2 separate regions of the Mus musculus genome follow, and region 2 is linked to region 1. The links are chromatin contacts, called in public Hi-C maps. All regions are on one chromosome and are shown on one strand. The core of a region is the stretch at or near the end of the contact, and the rest is flanking DNA. Distances in the headings are between cores, read along the strand shown. Region 1 overlaps Pik3ap1 (phosphoinositide-3-kinase adaptor protein 1). Region 2 holds the start of Morf4l1b (mortality factor 4 like 1B).

Region 1 (5,978 bases), core at 2,430-4,929:
ATCTGTTCGGTCTTACCTGGCCATCCTTCTGGACCAGCAGAGAAGGGATTATTCCCCAGGTCGAACCCAGCAACCACAGAACCAAACCACACGAGCCTCTGCTTTACAGGGAGTAAACTACATGGTCCAAGAGTTAGTGACATCCCTAAGTCTATCAGGAGAAAACTGGCTCAGGAATCTGAGTCTTCAGGTCCTAGAGGAAAGTCTGTCTGCCACCACAGTAGGGTAAAGGACCCCCTAACCTGTCCTTCTGGGGTTGTGTTTGCTGCCCTTGGGGCGGACATGCCTCGGGAGCTGCTTCTGTATGTCTGAATAGCCAGGTGTGTCAATGCACACCTTTATTGTCATTCCTAATGGTAACTCTTAGAGGCTTAAAATCAGTGTTTTAGGGAAAGTCACTCACCACTTACTCAGACTATTGGTTCACCGGAGGCTTTAGTATGAGCCCGTGACTGTTGTTGGGACAAATATGTCCTTTTATTGATTAGCGTTGGGAAAAATGAGTTCTTCCCCAAAGGGAGCCTCAGACAACCACTGTGTAGGAAGGTCACAGAGGAGCTCTCAGTGTTTAATGAAGGGGAGCTAAGAGGAAAAACTGGAGGTCTGACCTGGGGATTATGGCTCTGTTCCACTCCCTTAGCTCCCTGAGCAACAGCCCCCACCTCCACCAACGTGTTGTCACACACCCTTAGTGCACACCCCCCCCCCCACCACCACCACACACACACCCTTTCACACTCTCAGTCTTTAGCTTAGATATGCTGCCACCAGGCGGTGACTGTGTGTCTCTGCCTCCAGGTCTTCCGTTTTGCTGCTTCTGATCTGGAGTTTCAAACCATCCACTTGCACACCTTCGCTGTGTAAGAACTGTCTTTGTTTAAGATAAAACAGCTCAATCACTGGATAAAAATCGAGGCACCTGCCCCTAACATGCTTGCTTGTTGTGCCTCCATCCTTGCCTTTGAGGATGGGTTATGGTCCTCACGTCCTGTGATGGGAGTCTTTCTTTTCTTTTGTCAGCATCACCCAATCAATGCCTCTGCTCTGGAAACCTGGGGAGCTAGTGCCTGGAGGCCCTTGTCCAGTCTGTTTCCAGGGTAACCCGCTGCTGCGTTATAGCTTTGCTTACTTACACATCTCAGAGTCTCACCTTTGTCTACGTGGCATAAGGTACAGCATCACGCTGCTAGGAACTTCTAACTCACAGGTGTCGCTGCAATCCTAGAGTGGCTTTCTGTTGTCTAGAATAAAACTTTTCTTTTGACCCCTGACCTTTCTGGGATCTGCCCCAGCCGAGGTTTGCAAGTGGCAGTGCGCACTGCCTTGGCCACAACCATCTTACTGGCTTCCCTCAGCAATTCCCTAGTAGTAACCGTGGTCTTGTGGCAGGTCAACTCTACTTTGTGGTTTCTTTTGCACGAGCTCTCTGATTTTACAGTCCCTGCTAAGAGCCAGGTTCCATCTGAGCCGGGGGGCACAGCTGGACGCTGTGAAAGACCTTGCAGCCAACACTGCAGGTCTCACTCTAGGCAAAATTGTCCAGTTATGGGTGGGCTTTGGAGACATGTCCCATACCCCATCGACATTATTTTTGTCCAGAAATCTTCCCTTCCTGCAGCTGCAGAGGCTCAGACATCCCCTTGGTGACCCGTTTGAGAAGATTCTGTTGAGCAGAGCTTGGAACTACAACAGAGGCATTAGTTCTGGGTACCAGGTCAGATCTGTACCATCTAGGGGTCAGGTCAGGACACTGGGTGCTTCCTGACCTCTCCCTGCTTGGTGAAAACACTGGATTAGATGTTGTAGGGTTAGTTAATGAGATAAAATTCTCTACCACCAACAGCCAGCCTCACCCTGCTTTGGACCCACAACAGCCTACCAGCCATGTCCCTCTTTGGGCACTGCGCATAAATAATGACCTTGGGCTGTCATTAATTATATGTCTCTCTGATTCTGAGCCCCTGGCTTCCATAAGAATGACTTACAGCTTCCTGTCATTCCCCAGCACCCAGCCCAGTACTGTGCATAGGCTGTGCTCAGCCAATAGAGGTGCTAGAAAATGAGATGTCATCCCAGACTTTGTGGAAGTCCAAGTGCAGATTAGCTTGTCCACATTCTAATGCAATACTCTTGGTTTTTGGGGGGAGGTGGCAGATGTAGTGAGATATCGATTAGGTACTGCCGAGTGCAGACGCCAGGGTGGGGTCATAGCTCCCTGGCTTCTCCAGGCTGCCATTTATTTCATATCAGTATACATTATGCTAGTTCTTCTGCCTAAATTGCCTTTTTTCTCTGCCTGAGCAATGCCTAGACTCCTTCACAAAGCCCAAACTCTACCATAGCACATGCTTATTCTTTGTAAGTTTTTTTTAACCTATTCATTCATTCATTCATTCATTCATTCATTCAACGAATCTTTATTAAATCCTTATCAGATCTGTCCTGTGTGTAAGGGACATGGTGCCAGGCGATAAACAGCCAGTGAATAAATTGTCATGATCCCTGCTTCCCAGAGTCTATGTCCCATGGACCCCAAATTCTGTAGATCTGCTCCTGCATGACAGGGCTGCTTTGCCCACCATGTGTAAAGTCACAGGCTAGACCTTGCCCCACCTTTTCACCTGGGCATTTCTGCCCCATTTTCCTCGTTGCTAATGCCAGACATCACTCCCCACCCCTCTGATTTCAGATTGTTCTTCTCTCCTGTGTGTCTCTCCTTCCCATTACTTCTCCATCCATATGTGAAAAGTTAGGCTTTTACGTTGATGTCATCAGTCACCCTAACCTATTCGGGTGTAGTTGGGACCAGAAAAGCTCCAGGTTATCTTAGGTCCTACTGTGTGCCTCCTGCACCAAGACTTCTTGTTTGGCCACAAAAGATACTTCCTGGAGGGTAGAAGAGGGCTCTTGTTGGTTTTTAGGGTTGGAGAGCTTTTCTGGAATAGTCCTTTAGTCCCTGGTGTTTTCCTGGCTTTATATGGTACTGGCATGTCATCTGGATGGAGTGAGTGTCCTCTCCAGCTAAGCCATCTACACCAAAGTTCTGTCCTGAGAGGTGAATCTCACAGGTTTCTTTTGGAATTTGTGACACCGTTGATTCGTTCCTTAATTGAGTGCCAGCTGGGATGTTTTGCCACCTTGAATGCGAGCTTCTTGCATCCCAGAAACGGATCCTTCAAGATCAACCCCCCAGCATCTGTTGTGAGCCTGCAGTGGCTCTTCCAGGAGGAGACTGCGACCTGTGTTGCTTTCTTCTTGTTGTTGTTTTTCTTCTGCTGAGATGAAAAGAACTTTGCACTTTTCCGACGCATTTCAGGTTATTTTTAGCTGACAAGTGGTGAAGGTGAAGTGTTCGGAGTCTGAATCACAAAACCTTGAACATCCTGGAATGCAAGGATGTATTCTTCTTCTGCTTTACCCAACCCCCCGTGTCTGCTTCAGCAAATCCCTTTGCCCACAGAACTCCCTGCGGTTTTTGGTCACTCCGGTGCTACTTGTTGTCTACCTGGCTTCTGGATGCAACAGGTTTCAGATTTCTATGTTTCATTAAGTCAAAGGACAACCTCCATGTTTTGAATGGGAAAGGACAGAAAATATTTTTCCGGACCTCCACTTAAAGGGTATACACATCCAGACACTGGTGGCAAAAGCCGATGTCCTTGGAGGCAAGGTTGCCCGGTCTGTGCAAGCACAAGGGACTTCCTTCAGTGCGTCACAATCCCAGCCCCCTCTCCAGCCCAACATAGGAAGAAATTCACAGCAGCCTTGGAGACAGAGTAGTGCTCCCAGTGTGTGGCCGTGTTTTATTGACATGTGCAGAGGGAACTCAGGCTTACAGGCAAAATTAGGCTTGCTAGCCAGCTGCCCTTGCGATACGGAGACTAGCCTGGCTTCTCTGTGTGAGTCTGGTATAACTACGGATGTCCTTAAGAGTAAAAGAGGGAACCAGAGGATAGAAGAGATGGATGGCACAGTGAGAAAAGCTGGCATTGCTGCCTTTGAAAACAGGATTAGGGCCTGGTGCCCAGGTATGTAGACAACCCCGGACCCAGGAAAAGAGATGAAATCTATGCTGAGTTTTCCATAGAGGAGAAAACCTTAATTTTGGCCATCAGAACCCGCTTTGGCTTCTGAACCACAGAAGTGTAGGATTCGTGTCACGTTAGTGGTATTTGTCTCCGTAGCCTCAGAACGAAGCTGCCTCAGAATAATCAGGACAACTAGGAATTCGGTATCTCGCACTGGTTCAGTGCTTTCATCAACATTGTCTTAGTCATCTCTCTCAGCCGTCCTATGAGGCAGGCGCCCTGCGGTTTATCCCCGCTTTGCAGATGGAACACTGAAGCTTACCTATTTCAAGGAACCTGCCCAAGGACTTAGAACTAGTAGGAGTCAGAGGCAGCATTTAAACGTAAGTCTTCAAGATGCCAGAGGCCGTTTCCAGTGCCTCTGTCTTGATGCCCAGTAGACAGTCTCCCAAGCCTCTGTTGTTTACTGGGTTTCTCAGCTGCTGCCTTTCTCTGACTTTGCTTTGTCCCCTGAATGCAGACTTTTGGCTGGCTCCTGGCCTTTACTGCCTTGTCCTGGAGCTGTACACTTCCTTCATCTCTTCCCCAAGCCCTTGCTTCATCTCGCTGTCTAGTTACTGACTCTTCATAGCCTCTGACTTTAGGCTTCCTTCCTAAGAACAGCCTCTACCAATGCACAGAATGGGGCCAGCATGGGCTGGATAGCGCCACCTAGCGGGCGCTATCCAGCCCTCTAGAAAAGAGGACATTTGGGTGTCCTGGAATCTTAACAAAGAAAATGTTTGGCAAACCAAGTCAGATTTCCACGCGTGATCCTGTTGTAAGGACTGGCATGTTGTATTTAGACCTTACTCAAGCCTTAAGTATACTTAACTATAAGAAAACTGTGTGTCTCAATGAGGAAATTGAAAATATAATGTTTGAGATCATGGATGAGAATTCAAATATTGTGAGAAACACATTCTCAAACTCATGTTGAAGGCAGAAGGCATGCATGAAAGCCAACTTATTCTTAAAAAGAAAAAAGAAAAAAAGACGAATATGAGGTAGGAAGTAGCTCAGTGGTATTTTCTAGTGCCCAGCGTGTGTGAGGCCCTAGGTTCAATACCCAGCATTTCAATAAAAAGAGGCAAGAGGCAAGAATAGACAAATGGGATTATATCAAATTGAGGACTTTCTATAGAGCAAAGAAGAACAAGATTAAAGAGAAAAATCCACAGAATGGGGGTGAATGCTCATCTGATAGAAGTTTAGTGTCCAGGGGGCTGGAGAAGCTCTCTGTGGGTAAGAACACTGGTCCTTCAGAGGACCTCAGTTTGGTTGTCAACACCCACAGGTGGCTCACGACCTTCTGTGATTCCAGCTCTGGGGAGCCCATCGCCTCTTCTGGAGCTCGCACATGTGCGAGCTCCCCAAGACACAAAGACACATAGACAGAAATAAAATCTTTGAAAACGTTAGACCCAGGTGTGGTGTTCCACACCTCTAGTTTCAGCATTTAGGAGGCAGAGGCAGGTGGATATCTGTGAGTTCAAGGGCAACCCAGTCTGCATAGTGAGCTCCAGGCCAGACACAGAGACCCTGTATCCAAAGGGAAAAAAAATGGTGTTTAAAACATATGAACAATTCAGATAACAAAAAAACAAACCCGAAACTGATCAGAAATTAATATAGACTTTAGACTTTTCTTTTTAGAAATATGCAAATTGCCAGCAAATATATGAAAATGTTCAACGTGACTCACCAGGGAAATGCAAATTGAAACCACGGTGAGGTAGCATTTCAGTCCAGTTAGAGTGGCTGTGATAAAAATTTAAAAAAAAAATCAACAAAAAGCCGGGTGTGGTGGCGCACACCTTTAATCCCAGCACTCAGGAGGCAGAGGCAGGCGGATTTCTGAATTCGAGGCCAGCCTGGTCTACAGAGTGAGTTCCAGGACAGCCAGGGCTA
Region 2 (5,978 bases), core at 1,222-3,721, 210 kb before region 1:
CCAATGAAGCATCATGCTTTGGAACGTCCATAAACTGTCTAGAACAGTCTAAACAGTCCCTTTTTCTGCATAACAGTTGATAACATAAACTAACTTCTCTCAGGTTAATAGTCTTCTAGAGAAAAGTCTCGAGAGCAGTTTTCTTCACCTCTCACAATATTTTAGAATGAAAAGTAGTGAATTATTTCACAACACAATATTAAATACTTGGTCCATTTTTAAAGGCAAAACTCACTAGGTACACAAAGAGAAAAAAAATGAAGATAAAAAAAAATCACATAGCTGTACAAAAGTTGTTCAAAAGCATTATATCCTTTACCAGTGTGAAAGAAAAAGAAAACCAGGTTTTCTAACTGACTACATCAAAAACTGTTATGTACTTAATGAAATACAGTTTAAATGTCTTGCTGTTGTGTATTGTTATGAAAGAAAGAGAAAAACCTTAGAATAGTGAAATCTACAGTGTCTTTTAAAAAAAAGAGAGAAAAAATGTCAAGGCCCTCACTATAAAGTTCAAATACTTATTACAACTGATCTGAGAATCCGTATGTACTTTAACTATGACCTTTAGAAAGAATTAATGTCATGCATATTTGGTACACATTATTACTTTTCAAATGCATAGAAATATCAATGAATTTAGAAAGCAAAAGAGGACTGGAAAGATGGCCTTTTAAGGGGCTGGAGAGCTGGCTCAGCTTCTCTTCTTAAAGACCAGAGTTTGATTCCTGGCATCTGTATGTAGACTCTTTTTTTTTTTTTTGAAATTTAAAGAAAAAATTTATTGAAGATCTGAAAAACAACTCCTACAAGATTGACTTTTCCATAAAACTGCAGCTACACGATGCATTGCGTCTATCATGTTAAAACGTGCATTAGACACAAATACAAAACCCATGAAAACAAGCCACCATTCTTTAACAGTTGAGCAAAGATAAGATGCCTAAGGAATGACATGGATGACTTGCAAAGGATGGGCTCTTTAAGCACCATTAAAAAAAAAAAAAAAGAGCACAGATGGATGAGTGTTCAGTTATATACACTGAAGTGAACCTTTGGCACTAGGAATCAGAGCATTTGTCATAGAGCATTAACACATATTATAAAAGTGCGTAGTGTCAAAGGAACAGAACCACCAGCATTCAAAAGCAGCTTTGTCAACTAGGCAAACACTCTACAGCATGTCTCTCTGTTGTCCGTCACTGATACACTGGTAGAAACTTTGAAATGAAAAAAGGAAGAAAAAAGGAGCAGTTACTCCTTTTATTTTCTCTGTTTAAAATCAAAGAGGAAACAAACAACTCTGTTATACACTAACGGTCTTCAAAGTACATCATTTGTACAAGAGAAGGACTAAGAACCAAACTGTTTACAGAGATCCAAGCACGAGGGAGAGAGGGCGAGCACGCCCTCACACGGCTTTCCGATGGTACTCAGGAGGGGCCACTTCATAATCACTGGCACTGAACAAGGTTGCAGAATTCTTCGCCAGGTACTTGAGAAAATCATGTAGATAGTTCAGTAATAAAGCAAGGCTTTTCTCATCTAGAGGCGTGTAGGCCAACATCGCTCCAATTCGCACAAATAATCTCAGCAAATGTGGCGCTCCGTACACCTGGGACATGGGCGCATCCGGGTGGTCGGTGAGGATTTCAGCGTACTGTGGTCTCTCAAACTTGTAGAGAAGCTGAGTGCCCAACATGACATTGAAGTACTCCTTTATGCCTGCCACCACCTCATTAACAGCATACTCTTTATTATCTGTATTTCCTCGAGACTTCTTATAATTTGCATAATCCTCCAAAATGGAATCCACATTCTTCTTGGCAGGAAGATAAAAAAGCTGCTTTTGTCTGGTGATCAAGTCCCAGTCATCCACAAGCCAGGGTTTCAGCTCTTCAGGGATCTTCACTTTAACTTCAACTCTGTTCATGAAGGTTTCTTCATTTTCAACGGTAGGATCTACCCGGGCTCTCTTCTTCCTAGGAGGCTGAGGTGTCTCACTGGTACTGCCACCATCTCCATTTCCAGGTGTTTTCTGCTTGTTCTTTTTTGTTTTCACTTCGACATTTTTCTGTTGCAGGCCGGATGTCTTCTTCCCCGGAGCAGCCCCTCTCATCTTGCCCTCTGCATATTGTTCCTGATTGGCCTTTTGAAGTTCTCGCTGTTTCTGCAAATTGGTGTCCACGTATTTGAGTACTCTGCTTTCTGGCACCCATTCATCCCAATTTTTATTCCAGCCACTGTAATGGATGAAGTATTTCACTTGTTTGTCCTTTATGGCAACCTTTACACACTTTGCTTCATAGAGAAGAGGCCCATGAAAGCACAGCACTCGCTCGCCCTCCTGGAATTTCGGCTTAGGGTCCTGCTTGGGCGCCATTTATAAGTGATTCGCCGCCTCCTCCTTCTCCCACCACCCCCGACTACCGCCCCCTACTCTCTACCCCACCCAACTCTGTATGTAGACTCTTAATTGTCTTAGTAATACCAGTCCCCGAGGATCCAATGTCCTTTTTGGCCTCCAAAGGCAGTGCATACACATGGTACACAGACAGAGGTAGGCAAATTACACATACAATTAAAATTAAAATTAAAAGGCAGACTTCAGAAACAGTACTATCTTGCTAAACTGATAATAAAAATAATATTGTAATTAAAATGTCTTTGCTCTACTTCCTATAAACCTCTAATCTGCAATACAGTAGCTACTGAAGTTCGTATTGTAATTAGAGTTAATTTTTATATTATTTTTAAACTGTAACTTTTTGATTTATCATTAGAAAGCAATTATTTTTCAATTTTATTTCTTGACATCAAATTATTCTAAAGGTATTAACAAAATTAAATTACCCACTAATCAAACAGCTGATTGTTATTTACCTAATGTAATTAGTTACTGTGTCCTCTTGCTCTTTCAAACATTAGAAAAGAAGAAAGGCGTGAGTTAGGAGCTGTAGAGGTAGAGAGGCAGCGGTGGTGGTGCAATCATCGGGATTAATGGCCAAATACTATCTATTTTTGACCCTGGAGACTATAGAGTCTCAGTAACAGTTAACCTCTGTTCCTTTAAGTAAATCTCAAAACAGTCTCCAACTCCAATTCCTCTTATTTTCCAGAAAGGAATTCTCATCTTTACAGTAAGACTGAAAGCATTTGAGTCTCTTAGAAGGTATTAAATAACCAAAAAATCCAGCAGGTTTGGTAGTTCTTACATGAAAGATCTATTATATAAAATTATAACAAATTTTAAACTCTCATAGTAAGTCAAATTTTATTTTTGAGACAGGGTTTCTATAAATAGCCCAGGATAATATCCTTAGGTCCTCTTATCTCAGTCTCCAGACTGCAATGGTTACAACTGTGTACCACCATGCCATGGCTGTCCTCAATTTCCAAAAAGGAAAAATGTAAACACAGCAAGAAAGGGGAAAATGAACCAACGCTTGGGGGAATAGTAATTCAAAACTAACAAAGATCAAAATCTGAACTAGGTCAACTGAGAAAGAAATTCAGTAATACATAATCATTAGGAAAAAAAATTACAGAATGAAAAACAGAGTGGCCCTGAACTCTGAAGGCAGAGTGCAGGCAGATCTGTAGGTGAGGCCAGAAGGAACTGCAGGACAGCCAGGGCTACCCAGAGAAACTCTTGTCTCAAAACAAAAAAACAAAAACAAACAAACAAAAAAGCAGGGGGGGGCGGTTCAGAGGAATGCTTGCTGGATATGATGCAAGATTACAGCCAGCATTCAAGAGGCTACACGAGTGGAATGTCCAAGTTCAGAGCTATGCTACAGAGCAAGTTTCACACCCAGACTAGGCTACTGACTAAAGTCCTGTATTAGGGGAGGGGTGTAGAAACTCTGACAAAAATAAGCAAGCAGTCAACAACACAACAAACTTAGTCATAAAAGATTTTGCCACAACTAATTTTGTTCTAAAACATAACCATATGTAAGCCATTTCTCTTCTGTTCACTTGCCACAACACACTGAGCCTTATGCACTACACACTTTAAATATTTTGCTGTTCTCTGTTCACTGGATATTAGCACTATTCAGTTTTACTAATAATAAATATCGAATTTAGCAGTTGCATAGCAACACTGAATTATCTTACGTGCTATGCCTAACATTAACAAAAGGCAAGTAAGAACAAAGACACTCAAAAATTCATACCAAGATTTCATAGGAAAGCCAGGAAGAAAGATAACAAAGTACCATAAGGAATAAAAACTGCGTTCCCCAGCCATCGTGGTGGCTAATCTTGATTGGGGCCATCTCATACCTAAGGCAGGAAGGTGGTGGCTGCAAAGAAGATGAAAAAAGTCTCTGGAGTCAATCAACTCTAGGCTCCATCTGGTGATGGAAAGTGGGAAGTATATACTTAGATACAAACAGATACTGAGGATGATACAAAGGGCAGACTGAAACTGGCCATCTGAGGTAATTGGCCCAGCTTTGATGAAATCTCAAACAGAACACTATGCCATGTTGGTTAAAACTGATGACCGGCACTACACTGGCAATATACTGACTTGGGCACAGCATGAAGGAAATACTACAGAGTATGCATAATGGCTGTCATTGATCCAGGTGATTTTTGGTTATTTATAATTAGAAACCTGCCAGAGCAGACTAATTAAAAAGTAAATCTGGAAAGTGTTCCTTTAATAAAACTTTGTGAGAGATCCTTTTAAAAAAAGAAAAAAGTAAAAAGGAGCGCTGTTCACTGCAACTGTGCACATGCGCCTGCCTCAGAGTGGCTCAACACACTGGCAAAGAAGGTCTTCAAAAGGAGTTTTAATGGCTAAACTTGTGGGTGTTTAAGGAGCTTATTTTTGGTTTAAAAAAAGATGAACAAGCCAAGACTGCAGGCAAACAATGAGTAAAACATGTCCCTTCGTTTTGGAAGTTTATTTATTACACATCCACTGAACAGTCTGAAATTTTTGGCAATATTAGAAAAAAACTCAAGAAAAATAGTTGAATAGCAAAAATTAAGAATTTGGTCACTAACCAGTTTATTCTTACACGCCACACACAGAATTAAAATTCCAAAGCTGATACAGATGGAGTTTTAGAACTTGAAGCAAAATGTAAATTGTACTTCAGGTCTTACTCTTTGGGCTTGAAAAGTTGACTGAACTTATGTTTACTGTACTATCAATACCCTTTGTTTATGCTACTGGAAAAAAAAAAAGGAATACTGAATAGGCCAGTCATGGACTTTAAAGTACCTTTATGCAGACTGTCACAATTTTAAAACCTGTCTCCCGGGACTTGACTACTTGCAAAGAAGTCCTAATCAGCATCACAACTGGTCTCTGTCTGTCTCCAAGTCTCTTCACTACAGCTTTCAGTGTCTACAGAGTCTACTTAGAGCTTCTTTAAAGAGAACACACTGCGAAAGAACACAGAGTCCTCCCTGCAATCCCCCATCCAACAATAAAATCATCTTATAATCTGAAACAATCTCCTTTTGTAGGGTGTCATTTCTCAACACAGCTCTGCTCAGACTGTTTTGTTTCTGTTTTGCTATTCAGTATTCATCTCTTTGCTAAGATTTTCTCAAGTCTCTGCATCTCACTTTTGTCCAAATTAAAGTATCAATCTCCTTCCAAGTACTCTTTAATCCAGTTCAATAAATATTTAGTCCTTTAACCAAAATATATTAACTGAGAACATCTAGTGGACCAAGGCAGACCCTGAGTAGCAACAGTGCGCAGACAAGGTATCAGCAACTCTCTCTCCTGGAGCTTTGGCTTCCACTCTCACCCTCAGATTTCTCAGATCCTTGCCCCTTTTAAACAGAAAAGCAAAATGCCAAACCTCTCTGTTTTCTGCCATATGTACAGCACTGCAGAAGCATTTTATAAAATAAAACTCTTGTGTGCTGTCTAAATCTTGTGTGTTCGTCTTTCTTTCACATGTATCTTTCTCCCAAACTAAAGTTAATGTTGCAAAGGCCTAAAG

Evidence for each region. Hi-C and Micro-C count contacts between places; a contact is called where the count stands out from the background.
Region 2: a Hi-C map of Sertoli cells shows a contact between it and region 1, with 4 times the contacts expected there. The contact joins the promoter of Morf4l1b here to the enhancer-like site in region 1. A contact is called at or near these places in 1 of 15 datasets of contacts at CTCF or cohesin (large pre-B cells), 3 of 484 Hi-C or Micro-C datasets (the AML12 cell line, Sertoli cells and bone marrow-derived macrophages), 1 of 115 datasets of contacts at active chromatin or transcription factors (embryonic stem cells) and 1 of 9 other capture datasets (embryonic stem cells).

What each region holds. Positions count from the first base shown.
Region 1 is chr19:41,312,617-41,318,594 of GRCm38.p6, reverse strand. The region is part of intron 8 of Pik3ap1 (phosphoinositide-3-kinase adaptor protein 1); the gene reads left to right. Among named protein-coding and RNA genes, the nearest start is that of Gm52406, 33 kb to the right of the region's middle. Within about 2 kb of position 3,679, at least 7 of the 459 cell types and tissues checked have an H3K27ac peak or open chromatin away from gene starts, as enhancers often do. A contact at or near this core is called in Sertoli cells and bone marrow-derived macrophages, where this site is marked.
Region 2 is chr19:41,521,745-41,527,722 of GRCm38.p6, reverse strand. It overlaps Morf4l1b (mortality factor 4 like 1B), which reads right to left and starts at 2,471. Exons shown (of 1, transcript NM_001326287.1): 1 at 762-2,471. The coding sequence starts at 2,383. The coding sequence ends at 1,412. All of the region lies in intron 2 of Lcor (ligand dependent nuclear receptor corepressor), which reads right to left.